3 separate regions of the Mus musculus genome follow, and regions 1 and 3 are each linked to region 2. A link is a contact called in public HiChIP or PLAC-seq data. All regions are on one chromosome and are shown on one strand. The core of a region is the stretch at or near the end of the contact, and the rest is flanking DNA. Distances in the headings are between cores, read along the strand shown.

Region 1 (3,536 bases), core at 272-2,771, 210 kb before region 2:
CGGGTTTGGGGGCATACATAATTCAGGACTTGAGAGGTGGAGGTCACTAGACTTCTTTATTTGTTCTTTGCATTATGGCCACTGAGTAAATCTTCTTTCTCTGCTTTTCACTGTTATTTTTCTCTTTAATTGGCCTGTTGAAGACAGGTGGCTAATCCTCGCTTGTTGGTGCTGCTAGGGTCAGGCTCTGATCCTGACAACTGTGGTCACAGTACTGCAATTAATAGTTGGACTTCATTCTTTTTTATTTCCTATTCTTGTGTCAATAACATGTTGGTCTGCAAGATGGTAAATTTTAATTATGTGAAACTTCTCTACAGTTTTCTCTAACAAACTCATTTCAGAAAGTGCTTTAACTGCTGAAGTGAAGAGGATGAGTTTAGATCCCAGAACCTACACAAACGTCAGGTGCACGTGGCAGCTCATCTGTAATTCCAGCCTTGGAAGGCAGAGACACAGAATCCCCACAGAAAGCTGGGTAGCAAGAGTAACCTCACCAGCAAGCTCTAGATTTGACTAAGAGACTCTGCTATCAGTCTCAGGACTAGACATGCACTCCCCAACATGTGCTCCTCAAACACATGTGAACATGCATACACACATACTGCATACACATATATGAAAAGAAAAATTTCTATTGCTGTATTTGTGAAATGCAGACTCAGAATTTGAATTCAAGTGATACGGTCTAGACGTTTGCATTTTAACGATTATGATGTACTGCCTTTCTCATATTACTGTTAATCAGTAGACCTGGACAGTAAACAACATTTTTAATTTCACAGTAAATATTTACATACCTTGCACAGTAAGCTCCGCCTGAGCTTCAACTGTCTTATTTCCATTATCAGCTATGCAAAAATAAGTCCCAGCATCATCCTCAGTGACATCACTGATCTCCAAGCAACCTCCTGCTAGCAAGACCAACCTGCCAGAGCTGGATTAAACACACAAACAAAACGATACATTTCAGCATGAGGAAAAGAATTCCTATGAGGCTTTTCCCATAATAGCACACAAACACTGTTATAGTGATGGCTACAAGCTGACTAAGATTAACAAAAAAATCATCAGAATTTAATTTGTTTGTTTTGCTCTTATTTTATATGCATAAATGCCACCGTGTACAAATAAATTTTCACAATCTCTGGCACTTCTAGCTATTCCCAAAGAGTTATTACTTTTATGACCAATTCAACTTCCTCCAGTGTATCGCTGTCTCCCTATTCTGGTCGCTTAATGGAAATTATGTATTTTAAAGTTTGCAACCAATCTAAGACCAACTTCACCACAGCTGCGCCATGATGAGATTACTAACAGGAAGAAAAATACAGAGGGCAAAATGTTAACTCAAGCAGCAAGTCACGAGGCGACGAGTCACGAGGTGACGAGTCATGAGGTGACGAGTCACGAGGCGACGAGTCACGAGGTGACGAGTCATGAGGTGGTGCCACCAACTGAAAGTTTCCTATGGTGACCTGGCTAGGAAATAGGAGGTGGGGATAGGGATGGGTTTGTATTTAAAAAAAAAAAAAAAAGACAGGAAGGAAAAGGGAAGGACAGATGCCACTGAGTAACTCCCAGGGTGTGTACTGGGCGCAAATCAGCCAACATCCATCACTCCATTTACAATAAAGATGATGAATACTTTCATAAATCTACGGTGATAGAAGCCTATTTACATAAAAAACAACAATCCTATAACAGAAATAATTGAAAATCAATATTCTCAAATTTTTCTAAAGTTAAAAAGTTTAGTTCATCTGGAGAATTATGAACTAGATCAATAGACAAAGATATCTGAACAAAGCAAGGAATATAAATCTACAGGTATGCAATTAAAGCAGCCACTTAAAGCTTTTTTTTATTTATTTCATTATTTTTTTAATTAGGTATTTATTTCATTTACATTTCCAATGCTATCCCAAAAGCCCCCCCCCCCTCCCCCACCCACTATTTATTTCACTATTGTTTCCAGGCTGGTGCTAACTAGAAATGAAGTCTTGAAAAGTGAAACTCTGAAGAATCCACTCCTGTACTTGATGGTCCTGGAAGCGTGAGCCAGCCATCACACCAGCCATCACACCAGCCATCACACCAGCCATCACACCAGCCATCACACCACCAAGCGTGAGCCATCACACCACCAAGAGCTGTAGTATGGTAAGCAAGCCCTTTCTTTGTCCCTGCACTCAGAACTACGGTCTTCTAAGAGAAGGTATTATCCAATCACTGACATATACTTTGTTGCTGCTCACCTCCTGCTTTAGCACTCATTCTTTGGGTTCCTCTACAAAACCATTTCCACATCCCTCATTCTATCTGCTTTTTTATATTAACATATACGAACAAATTTAAATGTTATCAATTCTAAGACATTTGTTTAAAAAAAAAAACCCTATAGTGATCTTGTGTGTTTGTTTTCAAAGATGTAATAAGGATGCCTAATGCTTACGATACCTTGTTTTTCTACATAGCCCAGCACTATTGAGATTTCTAGACATTTTCCCCTTTAATATTGAAATCTGAAATCTAAGTAATAAATTAGGCATAATCCGCCCACACTTCTCAGGTGCTGGCAAAAACAAAGACATTATGGATAACTACCTACATCCAACCTGAAGGACTTCTCTGTTTTATTACCTATTTCTGTTTCCTCATGTAACACTCAGTAATTCAGCCAAAAACACACTGCTGAACATTTGGCCTCCCCAGATAGAGAGGCCAGGATGGAGAGTGCTGACATCGCAATCTCCTTAAGTCTTGACGTTCTCTGAGGCAGTGACACAAGAAAGCAGCATTTCTCAGATTTTCCTCGACATACTCATAAGTATTTAAGTGCCTAGAGAACTAGAGGCAGAACAACCATGTACTTGTTCTTCAAAGTCTCCTGGTTTAGCCACAGAGTTCATAGAAATATTATTCACCATAATATATTCACGTTGGATTAAAAACCATTTGCTGTCAAAAAAAAAAATCTTCAAATAAAACTGGGGAAACGTGACTTTCCTACCATGATTTGTTTATATTGGTCACTTAGACTCTACCCTGAGAACTACCTTTCTATGAGAACAATTGTCTAATACTCCATATACAATATTAACCCCGTTCTGCCTCTCTCTAATCCCTGGAATACTGTATCTTGAGTTTCTTCAGAGTACTTATTATAACCTGACACATTGTATGTCTACTACTCTCTCATTCTTCTACTCTAAAAGCAAAAACTCTCTTTGCTACTTGGTTCTGAAGACCTAGGAATGTACCTCAAATATCATTCAATACTATTTGTTGAAGTCTTGCAGCAGTCACAGAAATTCTCCCTTCTATTCATTAAATAAAAATCATTCTGTACCTTAGTTATACCTTCATGGTGCTGTGGTGTGATGAACTACGTTTCATTCTAAGTGGGACCTCACATAAAGTATTACTGTAATTGTGCTGCATACATAAATATTGCTTTAGCATGGCTATCAGAAAACTAGTTTATATCTGAGGCATGCATTGCATTTTATATACTGTTCTGAAAGAGCCATTCT
Region 2 (3,457 bases), core at 810-3,309:
ACACACACACTCACATACACACAGACACTCAGACACATACACACTCACACACAAACATACACACATACACACAAAGACACACTCACACACAAATACACACACACACACTCACACACACTCACATACACATAGACACTCAGACACATACACACTCACACACACACATACACACATACACACAAAGACACACTCACACACAAATACACACACACACACACTCACACACACTCCAAATGAGCATATTTCCACTCTGGTTTGCAATTCAGTTCCACATATTTCTTTGGCACAATGCAGTTTTATGGCTCCTTGGTTTAGGTGTTTGGGTTGTACCTGTTCAGAAAGTTCGGTAAGTTCTGTTGGCAGATTCACACACAGTCAGGAAGCTACAACTCGCTGCTCCCGGACACCATGTCCTGAATTCTCACCATTGTGGATGTTTATATCTGGATATATATTTATATCTGGATGTTTATGTTAAGCCAAATGCAATCTTCTCCAGGTTTTTCTGTCTTCAGAGCCTCCACTTACATCCTCTGCCAATCATGGAGACTGGCAGGCACCACCCAGGAGCCTGTGCCCATGTCCCTGCTCACTTGGAGCAACCCCACCCTGCTGTGGGCACTCTGAGTAAACAGATTCTGCAAGTGGACAGAAAACATGGCTGCTGAAATCCCCCGTCCATCTCTCTAGTGACCTTCATCTGTTGCCTGCTTAATGTGAAGTCTACCTGGTGATCCATTCAGGTCACCCTCCTCTCTTCAGGATGAGACTTTGTGTAAGCAACAGCCCATTTCCCAGTCCTCCTTCTTAGCCAATGCAACCCACATGTGAGGACAACCAGACTGGCTGTCCTGGGGAAGTTCACTTGGGTCCTGATCAACACAAACTCACTGCGACTAAGGGAAGCATACAGAAGAAGCCCCACCTGAAGCTGAGACCTCCAGCTCTGGTCACAAGCATCCTTTCCCTGCTTAGCAGAAGGGGTGGTCTTAGAAGATGATGTCTGCTCTTGAGACAGGTAGGCTGAATCACGAGGCTCTTTTCTGTAACAGAGGAGAATGAGTATCACTCACTAGTCCCTTGGTTAGAGACCTTTTGTTAAGGAATTCTATTTGCTCCTTTGCTCCTTGCTTTTAAGAGAGCCGCATTTCTTTGGGCACCAAGTCAGGCAAAGAAAGTTACAGACAGATTGCAAGCAGCCCATAGCGGCTGTCATGGGAAGAGGGATGAGAGGAGTCTGGGTGCTTTGTCCTTTTTAAGGAGAGCTATTCCGCTCCGGAGGAGAAAGCGAAACAGTGTGGCTAATGCTTTTAGTCATTTATTTTACTTCATTTTTTTTATTTTTTCATGCTAAATTTGGTAGCAAGCAAAGCTCTGGCCAGTCTCTTGGGGCTCACCCTGGCTCCAGGGAAGATAGTCTAAGTCTGGCAGGCCCTGAAATATGTCTGTAGCATTTGAGCAAATACCACAATGTTCTGGATAAGGGAGATGGTCTGTCACAACCATTAGAAATGCAGGCTTTGCAGACAGACCAACTGAAGGCTCCATTCTAGCAGGCCATTCTATGGAGCAGGTTTCCTCTGCCATAACTGTAGATAAAAATTCCTCTCACTGTCGTGAAGATTAAATTGGACAGTATGTGCAAAGAGACCCTTTGTTATTGTTACATTGTAAATAAAATTCACATCTTCCACAAACTCTTGTATGAAGGCAGCAGAGCTTATAGGGTAAAGACAGTGTCTCAGGATTGGCACCTGGTGACAACCAGGGACCCTAACTGAAGGATGCCGAGCCACCTGAGCCTGGCCAAAAAGACCTGAAACCTAGAACAACTCCAGGAGAGGGGTAAGGACTAGTTTTCTCCAGTAGACCACAGCAGCCCTTTGGGGGTTATAATACTATTCCTGGGATTCTGTCCACTGAGAGAGGCCATCTCAGGTCACAAGCACACTTCTGCTGGGTGTAATAGAGTTTGTTTGCTTGTGGTAAGGCCAGGAAGCGCCAAGGCGGGTAGCAGAGAGGCTGGCTGCCTTGGCTGGGAAGCCAAATGCTTGGCCAGTTGGGATGTTTCCAGAGAGTGAACTGGCCTGTCTTGGCTCTGTAGCCTCTGCTGCTGCCTACAGAACACCCCCCTGCAGCCAGCTGATTTTCTCATCGCTAGACTTCTAAATAGCGTGATTTATGACCACGCTCATCGGTGCTGGCCCCTGGGTGTACACACTTTCACTTCCAGCCGAGGAAGTGAATAATGAATTAATCACCCTGCCTCAGGTTCAATACGGAGCCGAGTGTTTGCAGATCTTTATTGTAGTGCACAAGCCAAGTCGATCTGCTCAATTTACACTCTTAATTCATTGGAGTTTGTGCAGTTCTGCCTGATTCTGGGAAGCTACAACCTCGTGGCTGCTTGGTCTCAGTGGTAGCCATCTTCTCCCTCCCAGCAGCCTCTCCTCATTGTCAAAGGCCTCTGGGTACTCAGAGAAGCCACAACAATTTCTTTAAGGCTGTACCATCCTAAATAGTATTTGGTAAGGCATTTCTCAGCATCCAAAGAGATGGGTGAAGGGTGTCATAATTTCCATTGCTGCAAAGAGACACTATGACTAAGGCAACTCTTATAAAGAAAACATTTAATTGGGGCTGGCTTACAACTGCAGAGGTTCAGTCCATTATCATCCTGGCAGGAAGCAAGGCAGTGTGCAGGCAGACATGGTGCTGGAGGAGCCAAGAGTTGTACATCTTGGTCCAAAGGCAGCCAGGAAAATACTATCTTCCACAGGCAGCCAGTAGGAGTGTCTAGAATTATTCAGTGGGCAGAGATTGAGCATAGAGACCTCAAAGTCCACCCCACAGTGACACACTTCATCCAACAAAGCCACACCTTCTAATAGTGTTCCTCCTCATGGGCCAAACATTCAAACACATGAGTCTATGGGGGCCAAATCTTTTCAAACCACCACAAAGGGCAACCCAGAAAGACATCTGTCATCAATTTCAGGCTTCACACACACACTTGCACACACACAAACACACACACACACACACACACACACACACACACACCCCAAAAGAAAAATTGAAAAACAAAGAAAATATTTGTTGAATGAACTGTCCTGGTTCTTACCAACACAATCGTCCATAAGAATTAATGGTGTGCAGTCATGGTTGCAGCAGGTCTCCTGTTCCCTTGTCTTAGTACTGTGGAACTTTGGGAGGAGTTTTTCCTAAGTCCCGGAGCTCATACAATCTGATTAATGAGATAGGGCTGACTGTTTTTCAAGTCATAGGAGCAGTAAGAGGCGAACATGGCCATTCCTAGCTTTGACCATTTTTCTTTACCTCCCAGACACCAAAGGCAGAATCAGATGCCTTTTACCACGTGCATGGAAAAGCAGGTAGACCTGGGACTCCCTGTGGAGCAGGCTAGCCCGGCGTCATCCTGATGGACTTGGAGGAG
Region 3 (3,209 bases), core at 411-2,910, 170 kb before region 2:
ACAATCAACAATACTCTTAAAAGCTCCCATCTCTCCAAACTAAATAGAAACATGCTTTCAAAGAAGTCAGAAGTTATGCAACTGATGAATATACAAATTTCATAATCTAAGAAGTCACCTATAATCTAAGAAGTCACCGTAAAACAAATTAGTCAAAATGTTCCTGTAGTAGTGTATTAAAGTAATATCTTCTCAACCAAAAAAAGGAGGGTAAGAAAATGCTACATATCCAGAGAGCTTAAGTAGAGCTTAAATAGTATTACAGTTCTAAAAGTTAACATTTGCTATACCATTTCACCACCAGGTGGCAGATACATACAACTTTCTAGAAATGTTATCAGGCCAATCAGAAAGGAATTTTAGGAAAAGCTAAGTAATTGTAAGCGTATTTGAAACTTAGCTGGTTAGCCAACCGCAGGCTGGATAGAACTGGCTCTAAAAATACTGCACTCTCCTTTAACTGTAAATAAGAGTCTCCAGACATGCAGAACACCCAGTCATGTTTAAGGAGAACAGAGCAAATACAATTTTAAAATGTGGTTATCTTCAGTGGTCATTCAAAATCCTCAGAAGTACAAGAGAGTTTTGAATCCAAAAGTGAAGAGAACAAGGGATGAAAAAGAAGGGACAGAAAGAGCCAGAGGATGAGAAAATGAAGTAGAGAGAAGAATCATCTTCCAAGCTAACACGCTGTGACAGAGAAACCGAGACTTATATCTTTACTCTGTGTTCAGAGAAAGGCTCACTGATAAAACTCCTAACTCTTAAGCGATCTGTTAATTAACACAATGACTCAATTTTTTCAATAAAACGATTCTGAAATTATATTACTAAATTTCTGAGTAAAATATACTATCTTGGGATTCCTTATTTAATTCAAAATGCTACTGAAACCACTACTTGAAAATGTATCTTTAAATCCAAAGACAGCACCTTAACGTACTCACTACCTTGGCCCTGATGCCAGAGAAAGCATCCCTGGCCACTCCACACTCTATAGCAGTGGTTCTCAACCCTCCTAATACAGTTCCTCATGTTGTGGCAACCCCCAACCATAAAATTATTTTCACTGGCACTTCATAACTATAATTTTGCTACTGTTATGAATAGTAATGCAAATATCTGTGTTTCTGATGGCCTTAGGAGACCTCTCTGAAAGGACTGTTCAACCCCCCCAAAGGAGTCACAGCCAAGAGATCAGAGCTGCTGCTCTATAGTCAACTGCTCGGCTTCCTCATTAGCGCTTCCTTCACAGTATTCTTCACTAAACTTTCCTCAGCTTCATTTAGAAATGGACACTAAACCTCTACCATCGTCCAAACTGGTTTGGGTTTTGAAAGGTTTGACCCCATACATAATTCAGAAGGGGGAATCAAATCCTCAATTTAGCACAATTTACAGGTGCAATATCTAACTACCAAATGCAATGTTGGGACCTCTCACAGGTTCTAGAAGAGGCTCATCCACGTGACGGGATCCAGAGCTTATCACTCAAGGGTAAAGCTGCTTCTGACATAAACAGAAGAAAATGCAAACTAAACTCAGCTTGTTAAAAACACGTGTAATAATTCCATTCAAAAAGGAAAAACACAGGCTAGTCACAGTGACCAAAGATTCTATAGCAAAGTGGGAAATTAATGACTAAGACAAACAACCAAGAAGTGACCAGAAAGCAAGGCATGGGAAGAAAACTCAGTCATACTACTGGCTTGCTTCACACGCCAGAGGTGAAAGGCAATCAACTCCTGCAGGTCTCCCCAAGACCAGGGTCCCTCCTGAGTTAGTCACATATTGATTTCAGATAGTTCTCACATTTTTCTCTGATAAAGATACTCAAAAGGGGTTGAGGTAGGAAATAATTCAAACAGCTACAAGAAATTGTTAACATTTATGCATTCTATATTCCATTATTCTACACAGTTCAAGGTCCCCAACAGTACTAGAAGCTGCCAAATCTTTCATTCCTTCCACTAGTACAAACTATATTGATATACTAAAAAGTCTCAACTGCTTATCTGAATGAACAAGAACAAAAGTTCTTGCTTCCTAACGACTTCCTGAATATTTTATTATCGTTTCCTCTCAGGAAATTTATTCACTCTTTGTAGCTCCAACACTAACAGTTGACTTCTGAAGGGAAACTATTTAACATCAACAAAGTTCATAGAAAAGATTATCTCCACTAACAGTTGTTTAATTTCACATATGAACGAAAAATACAAATTAAAAATACACATGAGAAACTAGGCCTGTAGCTGAGTTCATACTGTGCTTGCCTAACAAGTGGGTAGCACTAGGTTTAAGCCCAGTACCATATAAACGGGTGTGGTGATGCACACCCATGATCTCAGGATGATGGGGTGAAGGAGCAGGCATTTAAGACCATCCTCTACTACACAGAAAGCTAGAGGCCAGCCCAAACCACATGAACCACACACACACACACACACACACGTCAATACCAAATCAAAACCACATGATTTCTACAACAAATGTACAGAACACAAAACAAAGGGAGACATTTAAACTACACATTTTTCTCTAACTAGTAAAATGTAAAATAAATAATAAATAATAAATTAATAAATAAAACCATTGATATATTTGTTAAAATCTACACCTCTACTATGCCTACATTTCAATATCTCATTGAAAAGCCCTAAAAGATTTATGAGTAAACTTGGACCATTTTACTCATTAACAAGAACTATATTGGTATTATTTTTCAGGAGAAAAGCATGTATAGAAATTATCCTGTAGAATTTAACTCCAGGATCTCTTGGGGTGGGGGTGGGGGAGCCCTAATATTTACTTCTAAGTTGACCAACATAGGTCTACTGTATGACATAACAGCTTACAATGCATGCCAGCTCTTCACTGTAAAACCTCTGTTCTTTGGAGCAAAGGGTAGCACGCTAAATGACCAGTAGCAATAATAGCTTAAAACCAAGTCAGTTAGGGCACTCTACCATAGCACTTCTGTTTTCCTTTCTCCTTAGAATAGGGGAAGCAGCTTTAAGTACACAGATAGGACAAGAGCTACTGCACTTTGGAGATCAAAGGAACTCTAGGAAGGAAAATACTACACAGTTTAGTACTTTATAATTCTGGCCTGTTTTCAAATTCTTGCTAGTAACTTACTGGGAATATAACCACAAATAAATGACTTATTACATATAACACACACTTTAAAAAAATTAAAAAAAAAA

What was found. HiChIP or PLAC-seq counts read pairs in DNA pulled down with a chosen protein or histone mark.
Region 1: a contact with region 2 is called in a FOXA1 HiChIP or PLAC-seq map of pancreatic cancer cells. The contact joins two enhancer-like sites. A contact is called at or near these places in 1 of 115 datasets of contacts at active chromatin or transcription factors (pancreatic cancer cells) and 1 of 9 other capture datasets (embryonic stem cells).
Region 3: a FOXA1 HiChIP or PLAC-seq map of pancreatic cancer cells shows a contact between it and region 2. The contact joins two enhancer-like sites. A contact is called at or near these places in 6 of 484 Hi-C or Micro-C datasets (the HL-1 cell line, brain, cerebral cortex and 3 more) and 2 of 115 datasets of contacts at active chromatin or transcription factors (embryonic stem cells and pancreatic cancer cells).

Annotation. Positions count from the first base shown.
Region 1 is chr9:58,977,825-58,981,360 of GRCm38.p6, forward strand. It overlaps Neo1 (neogenin), which reads right to left. Exons shown (of 28, transcript NM_001042752.1): 5 at 801-937. Among named protein-coding and RNA genes, the nearest start is that of Neo1, 57 kb to the right of the region's middle. Within about 2 kb of position 1,522, at least 40 of the 459 cell types and tissues checked have an H3K27ac peak or open chromatin away from gene starts, as enhancers often do. A contact at or near this core is called in pancreatic cancer cells, where this site is marked.
Region 2 is chr9:59,187,217-59,190,673 of GRCm38.p6, forward strand. No RefSeq gene overlaps it. Among named protein-coding and RNA genes, the nearest start is that of Gm33053, 46 kb to the right of the region's middle. Within about 2 kb of position 2,060, at least 80 of the 459 cell types and tissues checked have an H3K27ac peak or open chromatin away from gene starts, as enhancers often do. A contact at or near this core is called in pancreatic cancer cells, where this site is marked.
Region 3 is chr9:59,013,226-59,016,434 of GRCm38.p6, forward strand. All of the region lies in intron 1 of Neo1 (neogenin), which reads right to left. Among named protein-coding and RNA genes, the nearest start is that of Neo1, 22 kb to the right of the region's middle. Within about 2 kb of position 1,661, at least 8 of the 459 cell types and tissues checked have an H3K27ac peak or open chromatin away from gene starts, as enhancers often do. A contact at or near this core is called in pancreatic cancer cells, where this site is marked.